2 separate regions of the Sus scrofa genome follow, and region 2 is linked to region 1. Evidence: chromatin contacts called from public Hi-C data. All regions are on one chromosome and are shown on one strand. Each heading gives the region's core, a stretch centred on a gene start, on an enhancer-like site or on the middle of the called end of the contact. The rest is flanking DNA. Distances are from core to core; before and after follow the strand shown. Region 1 holds the start of AFTPH (aftiphilin). Region 2 holds the start of LOC106507380 (proline-rich protein HaeIII subfamily 1-like).

The links. Hi-C and Micro-C count contacts between places; a contact is called where the count stands out from the background.
Region 2: a Hi-C map of liver shows a contact between it and region 1, with 5 times the contacts expected there. The contact joins the promoter of LOC106507380 here to the promoter of AFTPH in region 1. A contact is called at or near these places in 1 of 47 Hi-C or Micro-C datasets (liver) and 1 of 2 datasets of contacts at active chromatin or transcription factors (alveolar macrophages).

The regions. Positions count from the first base shown.
Region 1 is chr3:77,421,448-77,424,666 of Sscrofa11.1, reverse strand. AFTPH (aftiphilin) reads left to right here and starts at 1,813. Exons shown (of 10, transcript XM_021087452.1): 1 at 1,813-2,708.
Region 2 is chr3:78,029,385-78,032,247 of Sscrofa11.1, reverse strand. It overlaps LOC106507380 (proline-rich protein HaeIII subfamily 1-like), which reads right to left and starts at 1,485. Exons shown (of 2, transcript XM_013987892.1): 1 at 1,467-1,485; 2 at 386-1,413. The coding sequence starts at 1,485. The coding sequence ends at 386. It overlaps UGP2 (UDP-glucose pyrophosphorylase 2), which reads left to right and starts at 1,615. Exons shown (of 10, transcript NM_213980.1): 1 at 1,615-1,811. The coding sequence starts at 1,793.

The DNA.
Region 1 (3,219 bases), core at 564-3,063:
AAGACTGAGCTCCAGAGAGGTTAAGTAATTTACACAAAATCATAGTGATAACAGAGCTTGTTAGCCGACCCAGGTCTATGTATTGCTTTTCCAGAACATCACATAGGTGGAGTTTTGTGCTTTTTTTTGTTGATTTCTTATACAGTGTGAGGTAAGTTTCTTTCAACTTTTAGTCCACAAGGTATAACTCAATCTTTTTTCTTTTAATTATTATCCACTGCTGGTGAGAAGGCAGTTAAATTGGGATATTCTGTATTTCTGGTGGTGGTATAAATTGGTATAAGATTTTGGAAAATGAGATAAAGTGCCAATAAAACATTTACAGCCTTTTGGCTCAATCATTTTTATATTGACTGAGAGTTCCCTGGTGGCTCAGCGGGTTAAGCAGGCTAAGGCTGTAACTGCTGTGGCTCTGATCACTGCTGTAGTGTGGATTCGATCCCTGGGTCAGGAACTTCGCCTGCCATGGGCACAACCAAAAAAAATCATTTTTATATACAGAAAAAACTCATAAAATTAGACAAAGCCACAACACAAAATGTACATCAGCACAGTATTATTTGTAATTGTGGAAAATACCCACATATAGGATAATGGATAAATCACAGTATGTCTGCTCCATTGAATATTATGTATGCAATGAAAATCAAAGTTTTATGAAATGTTAAGTAATCAGGATGAAATGCTTACAACATAATATTAAGTGAAAAAAGGATACAAAATTGGCTTACATTATGATTACAACTTTGTAAAAAGTCTGCACAGGAGAAAAAACTAAGATTTAATTTTTCTTTTCTTGATACAAAATCTTAAGTAATGTAGTTAAGGTCGTATTTTTTAAAAGTAAAGAAAAACAATACTACCACTGGATCCAAATGCAATGAATTTTAATAAGTATTTTCCCCCAGATTCATCATCTTAAAAACTTTCAGAGATGCTTTCTTTTTGTAGTACCATTTCATAAGCATTGGAATGCTGTCTTCAGAATTATGTGTAAGATTACAAATTACAAGTTGGGTGGTTGCTGACCAAAGAGTGACTTAATGACTCAACTTCATAAATTTCTGAATTGTTGTCCTTAAGTGAATAAAATAGGCTTCTGCAGTTACCTGAAAAAAAAAAAACACTTTTTAATCATGTTATGCATAAAATTAGGGGAATATTATTCTGAAAGCACAGTTTTTTTTAATGTTTTTATGTTTAAATTTATTATTTCAGTTTTAACATATTCTCGATGTAGGGTCTGCCTTAGGATTTTGTCATATGTTCTTATTCTGATATGTCTGTTTAGTAGAGCTATCAAATTAGGACAAGCATGTGTTCCTCTAAAATCAATTTACTTCCAGTGTACACACACACACACACACACACACACACACTTTTGTTTCTTTCCTTCCTGGTCAAAATAAACATTTATAGCGATATATTTATAAGCTTATATTTATAAATACAATATTTAAGGTTTATATTTTTAAGCTTGCAATGAGCCAAGCCAGCAGGGGGCGAAATACAATAAGAATAAATTTGACAAGCCATATAGATATTTTTCTTGCTTTAGTGACTGAGCAATAACAAAAAATCCAGCACCGCCACAAAGCAATTGGTATTCTAATTTTAAGTGCTGCAGTCTGCGTATATCTTACAGCGATTGAGTTGTATAGAGACAAAAGCAGGTCTATTTCAGTGCTCCAAGTTAATTTGTCTAGAACATTGCAGAGGCGGGATAAACTGTGATGAACTGCTTTTGTCCCTATCTTCCCCTGATTTGTATAATTCCTCCACTCAAAGAAGGTGGACGCTTCTCTGTGGCTGAGAGGGTGTTTTCTATCCTTGTTTTCTTTGCGTAACTGCTGAGCTTTGCTGTATTGGAATTGTTTTAAATTATTCAAATTGCTGGTGTAGGTTTGGCAAAAGTGAGCAGAATAAGCACTTCGGAAGGGCTCATGATTGCGGGATAGGACCTCGGCCTCATCATTCCCGATGGTAACAATAATCTGTGCAGCCTTGCAGTCTTGTTTTTACAGTGGCCGGAATTCTAACAGAAATTCGTTATAGATGAAAGGGAAAGGTTATAAAAAATGCAAATGATCAAGACTGATGATGGAAAAATGTTACGACCTCTGTTAAAGAAATGCGGGAGTTGATTGATTTCTTTATAGTTTCATCGAATAGTCTCTCGCAGCATCTATGAAAAACGACCACCGTCTCTATCCGTTAGCAAAATCCTCCAATTTTATTTGTTTTTGTTGGTCTCAAAGACGATTTGTCAGTTCGGCGGCTGCTTTTCCTCTTGCTTCTCATTTTGATTTACCTCTTCTTTGTTATACATCAGCTTCCTTTTCTGTCAGCTTAAATTAAAAAGAGGAAGGAACTCTGAACGAAAAAGTCGTTTTTCGGGGCGAAAAGGGCAAGCTGATAAGTGCTCTCCAGCAGATTTTGGTGAAGAAAATAAAGTTCCGTATTTTAAAACCCTCGCAATTTTCCTTGCAGAGCAAGAGACTTAACTCGGTCCTGAGCTGAACGTTGACTTTTAGCCGGCTAAGGAGCACCTGTCCCTCGCCGGGAGCGCAGCCTTAGGAGCGGCGGAGTGCAGGAGGGCGTCTTTCCCCCCACCCACCTCGATGACTCACAAGGAAGTCAAGGAAAAGGGCAGCTTGCCCGCACCCAAAATGGCGGCCGGCGCTCTGCTCGACGGCGCCTGCGCAGGGGTAAGCGTTCTGTGACACTGATTCCCCCCAAGTGTTCTCCCCCCAACCCCCCAGTACCCACCAGCGCCCGGCCCCGACCTAGCCACCTGCGCCCGGAAGTGACGTGTCGGCGGCAGCGGTTCCCCCGCTGCATGATGGGAGAGTGTGTGGAGTGGGCGGGGGGTCTCCGCGGAGGAGGAGGTGGAGGCGGCGGCGGCGGCGGAAGAGGGCGGAGGGTAATGGGATGGGGGTCTCGCGGCAGCGCTGAAACTCCGGGTGGGCGTCCATGGCGCTGCTTCGATGACAGGGCTGTGAGCAGCCTGCCTTCCGCTTTCACCAGCTCCGCGTCGGAATAGCCGGTCCTTCCCCGGGGAGCTAGTTCCTCCCCGGGCCCCTGAGCCATGCCCATCGCAGCCGCCCCGGACGAGCCAGGTAAGCGCCACCGCTCCGCTCCCCCATCGCGCGGGGGAAAGAGGATGGGGAAGCCGGCCCAGCCCGCCGGCTGGACCCTCGCCCGGCCCGGGGGCACCTG
Region 2 (2,863 bases), core at 236-2,735, 610 kb before region 1:
TCACTTGGCATTTTCTTTAATGCGCTACAAGCCTCTTCCTGTTTGTGGATCCCACACATCCCACTGCTTTCTTCTTAACGCATCTTCACCCTCCCAAGACCAGGTGTGTGAATAGTTTGTGTCTACAGAAAAGGGCCTGGGCTCTCTCAAGTTGTTGAGTAGTTGCAGTGGGGTGCTCTGGCTTCAGCCACAGGATAGGCATCTTCAATCTCTGGTAAGCCGAAACATTTTTAAGCACTGTAAAAATAACCACTGGTGCTTCAGGTTCTCTCCCTTGCTGAAGTATCCATGGAAAGCTGGAGTTTTAGTGGTGGAACACCCCTTTCCCAGTCGTGGGAGGTGGGGCTCTCACACACGGGATCCGTCGCCGGGATCATCGCCCACTTCAGCTGGGTTCCCTCAGGCCGCAGACGTCCCGCCCCCTGCCACCTCCGTACATTTCATTGGCCAGGGCCTGAATCCGCCTCGGCTCCTGACTGGTGGCTGCTCCTATCTGTCTGCGCGGCGGGGACATTTCCGCATTGAGGGGGGCTGCTCCGAATGGAGGGGGAGGGGAAGTGTTTAGGAGAAAGGGGGGGCTTTGGGTGTTGCGAGACCGCAGCCAGGTGGACAGAGGGGGTTCAGTAGCTGGGCTGCGACCACTGGCGAGAGGCTGGAGGTGTGCATGTGTGAAAGGAGAAGGGGAGAGAGAAGGGTGCCGCAGAGGTGATAGTCTCTCAGTCTGCGAACCTTCTTCCGGGGGCGCCATAAACGCCCCCAAGTTCTCAGCTGCTAAAGGAGGAGGTGGAAGGTGGGTCTCCGAGGCGGTTTGGGGAGGGGCCGGGGCGGACTTCCCACCACCCCTTGGGCGGGTGCGTTCCTCCTCTCTAAGGCGTTTAGAGCCCCTCTGCCTGACCCACAGTTTGGCCCCAGAGGCCGAATTTGGGTTCGGCCAGGAGGGACTAGAATGTGCAGTAGTCCGGGCGGGCCCTCCCGGGCTCCTGTACCTCGGACTCGGGGCGGCGCACGGGTTCTCCCCTCCCGGGTGGCCCCCTAGTGTCCTCTGAGGGGGAGGGGCCCTGGAGCCTTCGGCCCCTCCCGGGAAAAAGCCGCCGCAGTGTTGCCGCCACTCGCAGCCGGGAGGGGGGCGCCGGGAGGCCCTTGCACGCCCGCGCACGGAATTTTTAGCACCTCCTAGTCCCGGGATATTTATGGGCTGGTAGAAATGGTTCCATGGACCCTCTTTGCGCCTCTTTGCCCCCTCTCCCTCCTCCCGACCCCTGTTTGGGCGGGGACTGCAGTTGGCCGGAGTTTTCCGGGGAATGGGCCGGAGCCTGTACGGCAGCGAGGGGAGGGGGAACCGGGGGCGCGGCCCGCCTTTGCCTGCTGCTGTCCGGCCCCGGAGGGCGTGGGGACCCGGGGGCGGTGAAGTAGCTGCTCTAGATCCGCCTCTTTCATTGATGAAATTTAAGTTCTTGTGATTTTACCTTTTCCGGGAGTCTCCATCTGGCCCTCATTTGTGTTGGGGTGCAGTGTGGGCTGGAGTTCCAAGCAGACTCAGTCGCACCAAGTTTCTGTCTTTTGGAAGTGGGGAAGGTTCTCCTGGGTGGTTTTTTTTTTTTTTTTTTTTTTTGAGGTAGTTTTAGTCGCTTTTAAGAAATACTCCCATAAGTGGCTAAGCATTGGAAGAGGAGAAAGAACTCGTCGGTCGGTTGTTAAAGCAGAGGTGGAAGAGAGACCCGCTCTATAGCGTGACTCCTCTAGAAATTTAAATATATATACAAAAGCCAGAGTATTTTAATAAATCCCTAAAATGTCGAGATTTGTACAAGGTAAGACACGCTTCTTATCTCCCGGGTTACTTTAGTAGTACTGAATTTGGGTACTGACAGTCGAGAGGTTGGTGGGTGGTTTCAAAGTGGAAATGTTCATTTGAGATACTGTTTGCAAAACCCTTTTCGTTAAACTGACATTTGAGCTGTCTTGAGTGCTGGCTGGGTTGGTGTTTCAGATACGTATAATTTATACCCTGGTACTCTGCTGCGTTTAGTTCTGCCTCCCTGGAATCAGGTTAGTAGCACTCTGGCTCCCCAGGATAGTGGCTGAAAATGAGAAAACAGGATTTTGGCTGCTGATTAATCCCTGTTCTCTTTTCTTGGTCGAAGTCAAGGTAACTCTGTGGGTGCAGATGGGAAGAAGAACTGGAGGGCTGGGGAGAGGCAAGTGGGTTTTTGCCAGGACTGTTGGGGAAGCTTTAGTGTTCTCAGCTTCTCCATTGGTGTGTACGTGGTTTGAGTCTCAGATTCATTTATTGCGAAACCGGGAGTAGCTCCTAGAAGCTGGAGGTCATTTCAGTAGGAGAAATGACTTTGCTGCATTGCTGTGTTTATTTATTTTTTCCTTCTTTGAAATCTGGAGGATTATTAAGGTTTCTTTGAAATTTGAAAATTGCCCTCTAAATTCTGTGTGTTTTTAAAAAAGGGTTAGGGAATGCCACTCAACTGAGTTGAGCTTTAACATTGTGTATACGTCTGTGAATGTGAACACATTGAAGTTGGTGCTACCTTAAACCTCTGTCACTAATTTGTAGCATAGGACTTGCCTTGTGGTATGCAAGTAAACCCTTCTCTTTCCGACCCCAGAGTGTGAAAGCTTCAGCCATCTTGCTGAACACACAGCTAGTAAAGTTCACAACCACTTTTTGAGACTGTCAGTAAATGTAGATGTACCTTAAAAAATTGTGCCAGTAATGGTTATCATTTGACCCTGGGCATGAAAATACCCTAGTAGGTTTTAAAGTACTTTATTAACTCTTTTTTCAGTTTTGTATATAATAAAGAGAATTTGACTTGCCTGCATTATTATGAAAGCATTTGAGACACTC